2 separate regions of the Ovis aries genome follow, and region 2 is linked to region 1. A link is a contact called in public Hi-C data. All regions are on one chromosome and are shown on one strand. Each heading gives the region's core, a stretch centred on a gene start, on an enhancer-like site or on the middle of the called end of the contact. The rest is flanking DNA. Distances are from core to core; before and after follow the strand shown. Region 1 has its middle 17 kb from the start of ARF6. Region 2 overlaps LOC132660129 (a long non-coding RNA gene).

The links. A called contact is a pair of places that touch in the nucleus more often than the background predicts.
Region 2: a Hi-C map of tail adipose tissue shows a contact between it and region 1, with 4 times the contacts expected there. The contact joins two enhancer-like sites. A contact is called at or near these places in 3 of 16 Hi-C or Micro-C datasets (blood, hypothalamus and tail adipose tissue).

What each region holds. Positions count from the first base shown.
Region 1 is chr7:41,088,186-41,094,846 of ARS-UI_Ramb_v3.0, reverse strand. No RefSeq gene overlaps it. Among named protein-coding and RNA genes, the nearest start is that of ARF6, 17 kb to the left of the region's middle. Within about 2 kb of position 3,241, at least 53 of the 54 cell types and tissues checked have an H3K27ac peak or open chromatin away from gene starts, as enhancers often do. A contact at or near this core is called in tail adipose tissue, where this site is marked.
Region 2 is chr7:41,186,067-41,192,727 of ARS-UI_Ramb_v3.0, reverse strand. LOC132660129 (a long non-coding RNA gene) reads right to left here. Exons shown (of 4, transcript XR_009601359.1): 3 at 1,987-2,084; 4 at 513-893. Among named protein-coding and RNA genes, the nearest start is that of ARF6, 81 kb to the right of the region's middle. Within about 2 kb of position 3,242, at least 18 of the 54 cell types and tissues checked have an H3K27ac peak or open chromatin away from gene starts, as enhancers often do. A contact at or near this core is called in tail adipose tissue, where this site is marked.

The sequences.
Region 1 (6,661 bases), core at 1,992-4,491:
TGAAATGAATGAAAGTGAAAATACAATGTATATAATTCTGAAGGACACAGCTAAAGCAGTGATGAAAAGGAAATTTATAGTACTATTTTCCAAACTTTTTCATCACCCCAAAATAGAAACTCTATATCCATTAAGCATCCTCCCATTCTCTGCTCCCCTCAGCCTCTCTCTACTTTCTGTCTCTATGCATTTGCCTTTCCTAGACATTTCATATAAGTCGAATCATGCAATATATGTCCTTTTGTGTCTGGCATATTTTTATTTGGCATAATGTTTTTAAGGATCATTTATGCTATACATGTGTCAGAACTTTTTCCTCTTTATGGGATAGTATTTTGTTCACATGGTTTTCTATTAGGGCACTTGGGTTGTTTCCACCTTTTGGCTATTGTGAGTAATATTGCAGCAAACATCCATCTGCAAGTAACTGATTCCTTGTTTTCAGTTCTTGTGGCTAGGAATAGAATCACTGGACTATATAGTAATCATATGCTTAACTTTTTCAGGAACTGCCAAACAATTTTTCATAGCACCATTTTTCATTCCCACCAATAGTGTGCAAGAGCTCCCCATATTGTTGCCAACACTTATTATTATCTTTTTTTTTAAGTGATCCTAGTAGGTATGACACAGTATCTCACTGTGGTTTTAATTGTATATCCCTAATGATTAATGACTTCCCTGGTGGCTCAGACAGTAAAAGCGTCTGCCTACAATGTGGGACACCCCAGTTCAATCCCTGGGTCAGGAAGATCCCCTGGAGAAGGAGATGGCAACCCACTCCAGTATTCTTGCCTGGAAAATCCCATGGACAGAGGAGCCTGGTAGGCTACAGTTCTGGGGTTGCTAAGAGTCGGACACGACTGAGTGACTTCACTTTTGATGATTAATGATAGAGTGAATGAATGAATAAATGCATAAACAGGCTTACTAGTTGAATTAATTTCTATCACAAAGGGTAAATCACTCTTTTAGTCTATATTATTGTATTACTGTACAAGAGCACTAATATTTTTTTAAAAATGATAAAGTATAACTCAGCATTTGTATTTATTTGTCTTGCTTATACAAATACTCTTTTTGTAATATGTAATATTGTTTATCCATACATCATGGTGACTATAGATTATCTCCTTTTACAGAATACTGCAACTAATACATAGTGATTTTGTCTGTCTTTGTTTTTTGCCACATGTTAGGCCACGGCCCCTTGGGAAATGAGTTGAAGAAAATGAATTAGAGCTCTGCCATTGTACAGCAAGGGGGTTCATTTGAATAGGCACAAGCAGACAGTGCCTTTAGTACTCTGTGTATAAATAAGGCTTTTTTCAGGGCACACCCTGAGGAAACTATGAAGCACTTTGATATTAAATTGTTATACAGAGAAAACTTAGTGTAACAATACATTTTAATTATTATCAATGTGACTTGTAATAAAATAATGTATTTGTAAAACATCTCTTAGCAAGCACCATGGTGCTATGTATTCAATCATCACATGAAATCTCAATAAGAAGCTGTCTAAACCACACTCCAAAAGTTTAAAATTTCCCTCTCCAAAATAAAAGTGAAAGTACATTGCCATTTTAACCTTAGAAGGCCTCAATGAGCTTCCACTGATTCAAGGTAAGGGGAGGAGTTCAAGGGGAAGATATTACCCTCCTCACCACCTTTGTATAGGGAAAGCCCTAGGATTTTTATACTAGTCATAACCAGAGGCCAGCAGTTATGCAAGATTAGAACTATTCCAGTCATTCTCCTCTTAGAAATTACGCCCTTTTCTCAAGGTTCAAGGTGAATAGACATAATCCTGTATCTTAGACTATTTGTATCATGTCAAACAACTTCCTTGTTTCTGTTTACACTTTTAATCTAACTTGTATCCCTAATATTAATTAATAGTTAACATTTCAGGACACCTAGCACATAGCAGGCGCTGGCTCAGTAGTTAACTGTTGGATGAATGAATGAATGATTTAAAGAACATTATCTTGATCCTCTCTCCCCTTCGTCAGTATAAGCTGTATGCAGTTTAAAATATTTGTTTCTATACCGAAAGCGAGGCTGTTCAAATATACTAACCTCGATAAATAATTAACCTTGAGAATAGAAAGTTACAAAAAAGCAAATTAATTTGCCAATTATTCTGGCAGGTGTGGCATTAGTCTGATTCTATGGTGTCCTCAAACAAAGGAAGCACTTTTTCAAACTTAATCTGGTGAAAGTGAAACGTTCTAAGGCAATCTAACACTTTCAAAATGAATAAATTAAATACAGTAGAAAGCTTTTGCCACATTGGTGTAAAGAGTTAGAATCAATAACTGCGACAAAGTTTGCTAAATATCAGGATTTTAATGTATTAAGTTTTGGTTTGGAGATGTGATTTATTTCACCTCAGATCAAAATCAATGTAACTAATAGCCATGGAGTGCTGCTGCTGCTGCTAAGTCGCTTCAGTCGTGTCCGACTGTGTGCGACCCCATAGACTGCAGCTCACCCGACTCCTCCGTCCCTGCGATTCTCCACGCAAGAACACTGGACCACTCCAGTGTTGTCGCATGAAAGTCAAAAGATATTTAAATTGAGGACAATAACCCCATAAGTTTAGTTTATAAGTCTAGCAGCGTGACACCGTATAAGTAACTGTGTTCACTTTAGGATTATATTCTGATATTTGAAAACCTGTCAGAAGAAATGAGCTTCTGATAGACATTGTGAGATACTGTGTATTAACTATACTAAAGGCTTTTCCTTCAGAGTGTGGCCAAGAAGTAAATGTTTATTACGCCTCGTTAATCCATTGTTCCTTTATTAAATGTAGCAGAATCGGGTTAGCCCATATGGGCGTGTCTCTGAAATGCAAATAACCTATCATAAAGAAAATCCTGTCCGCAGCAGCGAAACTGTCGCGCGGTTGCGAGGGGCCGCGGGGCCGGGAGGCTTTCTTGGGAGGAGGAAGCCCAGGACTGGACTGAGATCCGGAGACCGCGGAGATCCTCGCCCCTTGCGGCACCCGGCTCTTCCCCTGCGCCTCCGGAGTCTCCGTCCTAGAGAAGCCCCGCCTCACCTTCCCCTAGTGACCCCGCCTCTCGCCCCCTTCCTCCCCACCGAACCGTCCCTCGTAGCCCACCGCACCCTCCTCCTTGCCCCACCTTCCGCCGGCCCCCGGCTACTCTCTTCTCCAGCCCTGCGGGTCCCGCCTCTCACAGCCCAGGCGGCCCCGCCTCTCCCTGCCCAGGTGGCCCCACCTTCCCTTTCGGAGGCCCAGCCTCCTCCACTTCCTCATTCCTCTGTAGTGGGCTGGGCTGGACCGAGCTGGCGGTTGGTGCTGGAAGCAGTGCACTGGGCTCGTTCTGTATCTTCTTGGCGGGTGATCATTCCGCCTTCTTTTCTTCAACCGCGTCAGCTTTCCTCTGGTGTTCTCTTCCGGCTATGCAGCCCAGGGTCTGGCCTTAGGCTAGTGCCCTGCTTGATTGTTGCTAAGGCGGTAAGCCGGGACCCGGTTTACCCACAAGCCTTCTCTCCCGGCTGCCAGGGCAGAAACCCTCTGGTTCTGACCCCATTAATGTTCCCCTGAAGGACTGATTTATAAATGACTCGAGCGCAAGCGAATGGACGTGTGTAGACAGGTTGAGACATTCCATTTGGAATGAATGCAGAATCGATTCTGACGTTTAGTGCCTCAAAATTAACTGTCATTCAGATTATGTTTTGAAAGGGCAAAACCCCAGACAGCCCATAACCTTGGTTTCTGCACTGTTAATAAGTAAAAACCTAGATAAAAGCTGGCAAGGATGTGGCGAAAAGGGAAACCTTGTGCATCGTTGGGGTTGCAAACGAGTTTAGCTGCTATGGAAAACAGTATGGCTGTGTGTCAAGAAAGTCAGAGTAGAAAGACCACATGATCCAGCAATCCCACTTCTGGATGTACAATTGAAATTTGCTAAGAAAGTAAAACTTAAATGTACCCCTCCCCCCAGAAAAAAAAAAAGGAAACACGTGAGGTGATGGATGTGTTAACTTGATGGCAGGAATCCTTTTACAATGGACACAATTCATTACATTGTACGCTAGCTACCTTAAATATCTTACAATTTTATTTGAAAATTGTTCCTCAATAAAGCTGGGAGAAAAGTGCCTGATGCAAATTTGTGCATAATTAACTTTGTACTGGTATTGTGTATATCACTAATTCATAAAATAATACAGGTGAAAAGTATAGAATGATGAAATAGTGGTTAGGGTAACTGATAGTGGTTCAATTTAAATCGTCATCAATTATACATCAAGTTGAGAGACATACTGCCACTAAAAGTATAGTGACAAATTTCAAAAGCAGAACATAAAAGTTTTACTTAAAATTATGATTTTTAAAATGGATATGAGTATAAAAGGGTGATTGTAGAAGGATACAGAACACAAAATAGAAAACCAGACTCCTTACAGGAGGTCAAGGCTGATTCATCCTTTTGGGGTGCCCTGGAGATGCCTGGAGCTCTTTCAGTTCCTGCCCTTTGAGTTTTGGTTAGCCAGAGTTTCCTCTGTGAGCTTCCCTAAATTAGAGGACAGAGTATGCTGCAATAATAGACACCCCAAAATACAGTGATTTAAATGAAATGCGGGTGTTACTGAAGCAAACTTGAGTCCACTTAACTGTGTGAAGTAAAGTCAATCTAATGACACTAGGTTGTGGTGAAAGAAAATGCAGCTTTTATTGCAGACACCAAGCAAAGAGTCTAGGCGGCTAATCCTCAAAAGGCCCAAACTCCTCAGTGGCCCTCAGGGAAAGGTTTTTAAAGATAGGATGAGCAAGAGGGTTACAGGGTGTGTGATCAGCTCATGTACATTCTTCTGATTGATTGGTGGTGAGGTAATTAGGAGTCAACATCATCACCCTTCTGATTCCAGCTGGTCTGCAGCCTACAGTCTTGTGGGCAGCATACAGTTAACTTCTTCCACCTAGTGGGAGTTTCAGTATCTGCAAAGCAGCTCAAAAGACATGGCTCAGAATGTTATCTATAGCCCTTGATGAGGCCCTAAAAGTCCTTGACTTTACTTAATGGCTAAACTCTTATTATTTTTCTTGCTTGACTGTTTTCCTTTGTTTTTACATTTTCTCACTTCTCTGATTAAATTTATTCTTTGGAACTCAGGGAAGGCTGAGGATGCTAAAGTTTTTCTACAAAATAAAGACAGGCAGAGAATATGAGTGGCTTGGGAGGATATGTCTTGAGAAAGCCACATAGGGTCCTGCTTGGTTACAGGACCTGCTTGCCCAGGCAAACAGGGTTGTTCAACTCCAGTAAGTTATTCATGGGCTCTGGTTTCTTTCCACTTAACGCTGCACCTCACCTCACCTCACCAGAGTTGAGGTCCGACTCTGCAATCCTGGGGATTGCAGCACACCAGGCTTCTCTGTCCTTCACCATCTCCCAGAGTTTCCTCAAACTCATGTCCATTGTGTTGATGATACCACCCAACAATCTCATCCTCTGTCGCCCCCTCCTCCTCCTGCCTTCAATCTTCCCCAGCACTATGATCTTTTCCAATGAGTCAGCTCTACATATCAGGTGGCCAAAGTATTGGAGCTTCAGCTTCAGCATCAGTCCTTCCAATGAATATTCAGGGTTGATTTCTTTTAGGATTGACTGGTTTGATCTCCTTGGTGTCCAAGGGACTCTCAAGAATCTTCTCCAGTACTACAATTCAAAAGCATCAGTTAATTCTTTGGCACTCAGCTGTTTTTATGGTCCAACTCTCATGTATATGGATATACATGACTACTGGAAGAAGCCATAGCTTTGACTATATGGACCTTTGTTGGCAAAGATGTCTCTGCTTTTTAATATGCTATCTAGGTTTGTCATAGCTTGTCTTTCAAGGAGCAAGCATCTTTTAATTTCACAGCTGCAGTCACTGTCTGCAGTGATTTAGAAGCCCAAGAAAATTAAGTCCATCATTGTTTCCACTTTTTCCCCATCTATTTGCCATGAAGTGATGGGACCGGATGCCATGATCTTAGTTTTCTGAATGGTGAGTTTTAAGCCAGCTTTTTCACTCTCCAATTTCATCCTCATCAAGAAGCATTTCAGTTGCTCTTCGTTTTCTGCCATTAGCGTGGTATCATTTTCCTTGCTACTGCTGCTAAGTCGCTTCAGTCCTGCCAGACTCTGTGCGACCCCAGAGACAGCAGCCCACCAGGCTCCCCCGTCCCTGGGATTCTCCAGGCAAGAGCACTGGAGTGGGTTGCCATTTCCTTCTCCAATGCATGAAAGTGAAAAGTGAAAGTGAGGTCGCCCAGTCATGTCCGACTCCTAGCGACCCCATGGACTGCAGCCTACCAGGCTCCTCCGTCCACGGGATTTTCCAGGCAAGAGTACTGGAGTGGGTTGCCATTGCCTTCTCCATCATTTTCCTTATTTGCATTGGCATTGCCAGAGGTTTGCACTGGCGCCATCTAGTGCTTGGGGAGACTTCCCTGGTGGCTCAGACGGTAAGAGCATCTGCCTACAATGCGGGAGATATGGATTCGATCCCTGGGTTGGGAAGATCCCCTGAAGAAGCAAATGGCAACCCACACTAGTTTTCTTGCCTGGAAAATCCCATGGACAGAGAAGCCTGTCAGGCTACAGTCCATGGGGTGGCAAAGAGTTGGACTCGA
Region 2 (6,661 bases), core at 1,993-4,492, 98 kb before region 1:
CTAAGTCGCTTCCATCATGTCTGACTCTTTGCGACCCCATGGACCATAGTCCACCAGGCTCCTTTTAAAAACTGGAGCACTTTAAGTAACACTATTTGGGAAGGATGGCCAGGAGAGATATAGAGCACATGGTGACCTCCATATGTGCATTCCCTTTTCCCCTTTCCTAGCAGAGCTCCACACTTCCTAGCCGTGCATTTGGGAGAGATTGACCTAACTGCGGTTCTCTGGGTGGACCTTGGTTAGGGTCAAGACATCCAGTGGGTTCTATTGTCGTAGCTACCCTAGCCACAGTGATTGGCTTGGGGCTGGCCACCTGGACAGGCTAAGAATAAAACCATGGGAGACTAAGAAGAAATGAAGAGACACTGGGTCTTCTTTGGCTTGTCCAGCTATTATATCTGGCCTTACTTAAGTCCACACAACCTCTGAATTTCTGTTACATAAGCAAACAAAGCCTCTTTTTGTTTGAACCAAATGAATACATAACACAATAATACGTAACCTCTTGATTCCTTTTATGATTGAGCTCAGAGGCCATTTTGTCAAGTTATATCACCTTTATTTTACAGCTTATTTAACTTTAAAAATGAACATACCAAAAAACAAATAAAATCCTTAATTTTCCACTGTTTAGTCAAGGCCTTCCAAAAATTCCCTAGGTTTGTGATGTCCCAGGTGAAGGAGGAAATAACAATGGTTTCAATAAAATAGAAGCCTATTTCTCTATCACACAAAATAAAACAGAATTCTGGCTGGTATGGGAGCTACAGTGTCATCAAAGTTTCGGATTTCCTCTTTTTGTTCTGCCATCCTTAGTATATGACTTGCATCTTCAAATTCACTTCATGGTCCAATGTGGCAGCTAGAGCTCCAGCTATCACATTGATCTTCTGGTCCAAGAAGGCACAAGAGGAAGGGAGAAGGAGAAAAAAAACAAACAAACAAGTATGTCAGCAGTCTAGCCCCTCTTAAGGAGTTCTCACAGAAGATCAACCCCAAGACTTATGCTTATATCTCAATGGCCAACCCAGATGCAAATGTGGTTGACAAATATAATCTTCCAGCTGGGCATATTGTCACCCAGTTTAAAATGTGAGTTGTGCTATGAAGGGAAAAGGGACGAGTAGATACTGTGTAGGCAACTAGCAGTTTTTGCCCCATCTCACTTCATAACCAAGCCTGGCTTCAGTGTGTAGTTCTGTTGCTTGGTATCTGCTCCTCCAAAGAGACTCCCCGATTCAAGCTGCAATTACCCTCTCCACAGACCCTTAACAGTTGGTAAAGAATCTGCCTGCAATGCAGAAGACCCTGCTTCAACTTCTGGGTCGGGAAGATCTGCTGGAGAAGGGATAGGCTACCCACTTCAGTATCCTTGGGCTTCCCTTGCAGTTCAGCTGGTAAAGAATCCACGTGCAATGCAGGAGACCTGGGTTTGATCCCTGGGTTGGGAAGATCCCCTGGAGAAGGAAAAGGCTACCCATTCCAGTATCCTGGCCTGGAGAATTTCACGGACTGTATAATCCATGGGGTCGCAAAGAGTCAGACAAGACTCAGTGACTTTCACTTTCACTTTTTCAGACCCTTAACATCTTGAGCTGGTTGCTCTCCACCCCCCCGCCCCCCTCCCCCCACCACCAAGGATCCCTTGACCACCATCTTGTTAATCCACTTTTATTGAGCACTGCTGTCTTTCAGTAGAACACCTTAGTCTTTCATTAGAATCTTGGCTTCCATTTACGTCAGCACATTTGATCTTTTCTGTCACGCTCTAATCAGACCCCATTCATACCTACCCTTCTTCATTCACCAGTCTCCCTAGAACTATGTTCTTTACAACACAGGTCTGCTCTTCAATATAAGTTTCTAACTTCTTTCTGGCATTAAAGTTCTCAGTCTCATGGGTGAGCGCCTAGGGCAACAAGGACTGTGATCAAAAATAGCAGCTGAGTGGGGGCTGGTCTACAAATCGTCATGGATGACTACCTGTGGTTTGGTCTGGGGACAGGTGACTGAAGCCAGGCCAGTGACTTCTTTTTCAGTTCTCCCAAGGCCTTCTGACCCCTTCTTACACATTTCAGACCCTGTGGACAGCATTGTAGACCTCATTAGTGAGCAGCACACACAAGGCAAGTCAAACAATAATAATGAAGTGAATTATTGATGTGATGGAGATAAAACATCTGCTCCTCCCTACCTCACCTGCACAAAAATAGAAAAAAATAAAGATAAAAAATCAATGCCTGATAAAGCTAAGAAAATGTGTTACCTTGAGTCTTCATATAAAGAATACCTTTCAAAAGTATCTAGTTCTTTCACTTGAATTTCCCATTTTGATTTTAATTATAAACTGGAAGTTATTGTAACTCAAACATGTACATTCTCTTATGTCTTTCAACTAGAAACATCATTAGGCAGATGTGAACAATTATCCCCATTTGGATTTTTTTAAAGTTTTTCAGAGGAACAAATAAGTTATGCATTAAATCCTTGGTTTAAAACTAAGCCTATGAGACACAGTATTATGGGTTTAACCAAGACGGCTTGACTTTGGATTTAGAAAGTTGAATTGATCCCATCATCTCTTTTATTAAAACTATCCATATATTCTTAAACCAAAGAAATGAAATAATGCATATTTTAGGGCCAGAAGCATTCATTATCTTGATGACTAAGAGATAAAGGGTGAAAAGATTTAAGATCCAAGACACTTTGTTACTATGTTGAAAGGGGAGGAGGTAAAGAAATTCCAAGGGAAGGTGTTGGCAGATATCCCCTCTGCTTTTTAATTTCCAATGACAGACAGTGACATCACCATTCCAAACAGTTCCCATTCAGATTAAACAAAATGTGATTATCTGGGGAAAATGGGCAGCATAAACTAAAAAGAAGTACATCTTGCTGAAAAGCCAGTCTGTACCCAGTCGTGACACCACCATCAGCCTGACTGGACCCCCGCAGAAGAGCAATGCCGGGAGTGACTTCACTCCCCTAAAAGCACAGTCAGAAGTCCCCAAGGAGGCCAGGGGAACTGGCTGGATCTCAGAGGAGGAGACTCTTTGGTGCTGAAGAAGACAAAGGGAGGAAGACAGTTTGGGAAACAGAATGACCTTGAAACGACCTTTCTGCTTATCTCAGAAAGGTCATTAGAAGGAAAATGTACCCAGAACAACATTCTCCTCTGTCTGGGAGTCGAAGACCAGCCAGGCCCTGGCAGCCCTACAGCCTGGGCTTCTTTCCAGGCCTGTAGCTCCCCTACCGGCTGTTGAGCAATGTGACCCTGGACAGGCCTCTGAGGCCAGGGAGCCTGACCAATAGCTCACGGATGAGAAACTGCACTGTCTTTGGAGACGCTGCCTAGTGGACTTTAAGAGCCTTCCTTGTTTTTCCCCCTCCAATATACCACAGCCTGGTTTCCTCTCCCCTTCCTGTTAGAGCATTTTGTTGTGAGGACCTTGAGCCACAAAGCTAGAGGGGGCATGCAAATCATTTTACACAAGAGGCGTAGGTCCTATACAACTAGCTGTGTGTTGCTGGGCAAGTCTCTTAACTTCTCTGTGCTTCAGTTGTCACAACAGTAAAGTGGGGATTAGGATCGAGTTTACTTAAAAGGGCCATTAACCAGCATTCAGCGAAATCCCACTGGAAAGCGCTAAGGAACAGTGTGCAGGTCACAGAGCTCCATAAAGGCTGGCTGTCACTGCAAGTGTCAGGGGAGCAGTTTTTCCACACGTTTCCACTCTACCAACACTCATTCACCTCTCCCAACAGGGGACAAAGATGATAAGAGAATGCAATGTCTCACTTGATGTAGGAATCCTTTCATTGTGTCAGTGGTTCTTGAGATATCAAAAGTGTGTGTGTGTAGATTACTTTAATTTTACAAAGTCGACGCTGATTAGGCTCCTTTTTCATCCAATAGTGAAAGGCTATGTATTCAACTCTGAGTGCACTGGCTTCAGGAACATGCGGATAAAATGTAACCAGCGTTATCTTGGTTCAAATTCCTTTTTTGTGACCAACTGTTGTCTCAATGAACCTTTGCAGGGTTTTTATTTGTTTTCTTCTTAGTTGCAGCAGAGAGTAGAATAAACACATCCAGACCTTCTCACATGGAGATAGACTGATGCCAAATTAGGTCTGTGGAGGCCTCATTTTGGCTCCCCTGGTCACCATGCCGAACAGATTTTCATGCACATTGAAGACAGTCCATTAGTTCTTGGCAAGGAGAATGAAGTCTTCGAAGCTGCTTTCTCTAACAAACTCCCATTCCCCATCCACTCACCCCCTACCACCCCCTGCTTCACAAACACAAAACCTTGCTGCCGGGGAGAGGCTCACCCCCATTGATGGAGAAGCGAGGTCAACCCCATCTGTGATCACCCTGCCACAGCCTTGATAGTCGTCACCTCTGGGATGCCCCTGGACTCTGCTCCATCATTAAATTCCCAGGGCACCACCCAGATTAAAATCTCTCCTTCTTTCTCAGGAGGGAAGCATTTTTATTTCAAAATCATATGGTAAGGGCTTTGAAAAGTAGTTTGCAAACTTCTCTGCCACTGGGGAAGGCATGTCCATTCATGTCAGAGATTTTCCCTCAGTGCCTTAGCTGTTGCACTGACTGAGCTTCTGAGCTCTCACAGTGCAGCCAAAAGAGAAACAAAGAAGTTTGCCTCTATTTGTCACAGCAGAAATGTAAGCCATGATGATATAGGTTGAGCCAGGGCTCTCAGTGGAATCTTTAGACTGGTTCCTGCGGGGAAAAGCCAGGAGGTTTCTGTTATAGTACCAGCTGCCACAGGGCCTGGGTTCCTTGACCTAGATGTGCTCTGAGCAAGGCTCCTTCTAGTAAGGGAGCAAGCACTGTAGTGAAAGAGGCGGAGGATCAATATTCACCAGCAACCAGTATTGTAGCGCACGGTTACCATGGTAACATCGTCAGCCCCAAATGACTGTCATGAGGTGAAAAAATTCTCTTAAAATAAATGAAACCAGAAAAGATATATTTATAAACCTCTTACCAAACACCTATCTATTGATAAAGTAGAACCTGTTCCTTAAGTGACAGATACTCAAAGATTGGGAGGAATTTCATGACATAAACATTTTCTTAAAGGAATGGTTACTCACCCCCTAAAAATGATCTGGGAAAATAACAAATGCAGATTTCCTTTTTAAATATGGAGAGTTCTAAGGAGTGATGGGCCTATACACTTAGATATTATGCAGTTATGACATTAAAATTCTGCACTAAACTGTCGATACCTTGTTTGAAATTTACAAAGTGGTACTTAGTAGGAGTTTTCTTCTAAGTTGGACACACTATTTCTGGCAGGACCAATAAATAAAGTGTCATAAAACTTGTTATACAATGAGAAAAAAGACATTGGTCACACAGATTAAAAACTTGTGGGCACAGCTTTTGTTTTGTTCTTGAGAAGCTCCATCCTGCACTCGTCTTTCCTAATGAACAACAGTGTACCCAGCCAGAGTGCCCAGGTTCACAGCTCCCTGGCAAATCAGAGGTGGCCTGGAGAAATAGTTCCAGGCAGTAGCGTCTAGGCAGAAGTCCCTGGGGAGGATGTTGTTGGGTGACAGTTTTCCAGAGTCTCTCTCATTTCTGTGTACCTTACAAGCAGAGGACTTACTGATAGCAACAGAGTATCCTTCCAAGGATGCCTGCATAGCATAACAGCCTCTGAAGATACAGATACTATCTCTCCAGAGCAAAGGGCAGGCCTGCCTACAGCTCATCCTGTAAGATTTGGGGTCCCTGAGTTCAAGGTTCCTCTCCCTGGAGGCAACCCATTGAGTGTGCTGACATTCCTGTGGGCTTGTCTGTATCACCCCTATGGGACTTGGGCAAGGAGAACTACCACAAATCCTGCTGCTTGCTGTGTGCTGAGTAATAGAGCTGGCTGTCCCTGACCCAGGAGTCTCATGACTTCTACCAGCAACCATGAAACCAAGGCAGGCTAATTGCTTAGCTTGCAAACAGGATGATACCTCAGACCCTTCATTGTTTTTGGTTAAATTTTTTTAAAAAAAGAAAGAAAAGCAGGAGAGAGTTCTTGCCCACTAGCCCTTCTCCTTTCTTCTTGCCTTGAGGTTTCAGCAACCTCAATTTGGGGACCATGAGGTGACAAACATGAGGACAAAGGCAACATGCTAAGGATGGCATAGCAGAAAGATGACGAAACTGGGTCCTAATAGAGAATTACTGTGGCAGCCCTGGATTGCAAAACTTGAGTCTTCTTGTTATGAGATATATGTGCCTCAATATATCAATGTTGAGCCTCAATATATCAATATATGATATATATATATATCAATATATGAGCCTCAATATATCAATGTTATAACAAGTCAATGTGAATTGTTTTTCTGCAAGCAAATGCATCTCTAAAGTTTGTGTCAAACATCGTTAATTACATAAGAGTAATTGTGTCTAACACAGGCAACTTAAGGCGAGTATGTTGCTACCTTCCTTACTTCTTGATCTGGATTCTGTCTTTCTGTATATGAACATTATCATATATATCTTTTATAAGTTAACTCAAATCCTTTAGGGGAAATCAGGTAAAATTCAATTCAATAAGTGTAATTCAGTCCTGGTCCAAATTTATCTCTAAAATTATATGAGTAACCCTTAAACTATTAG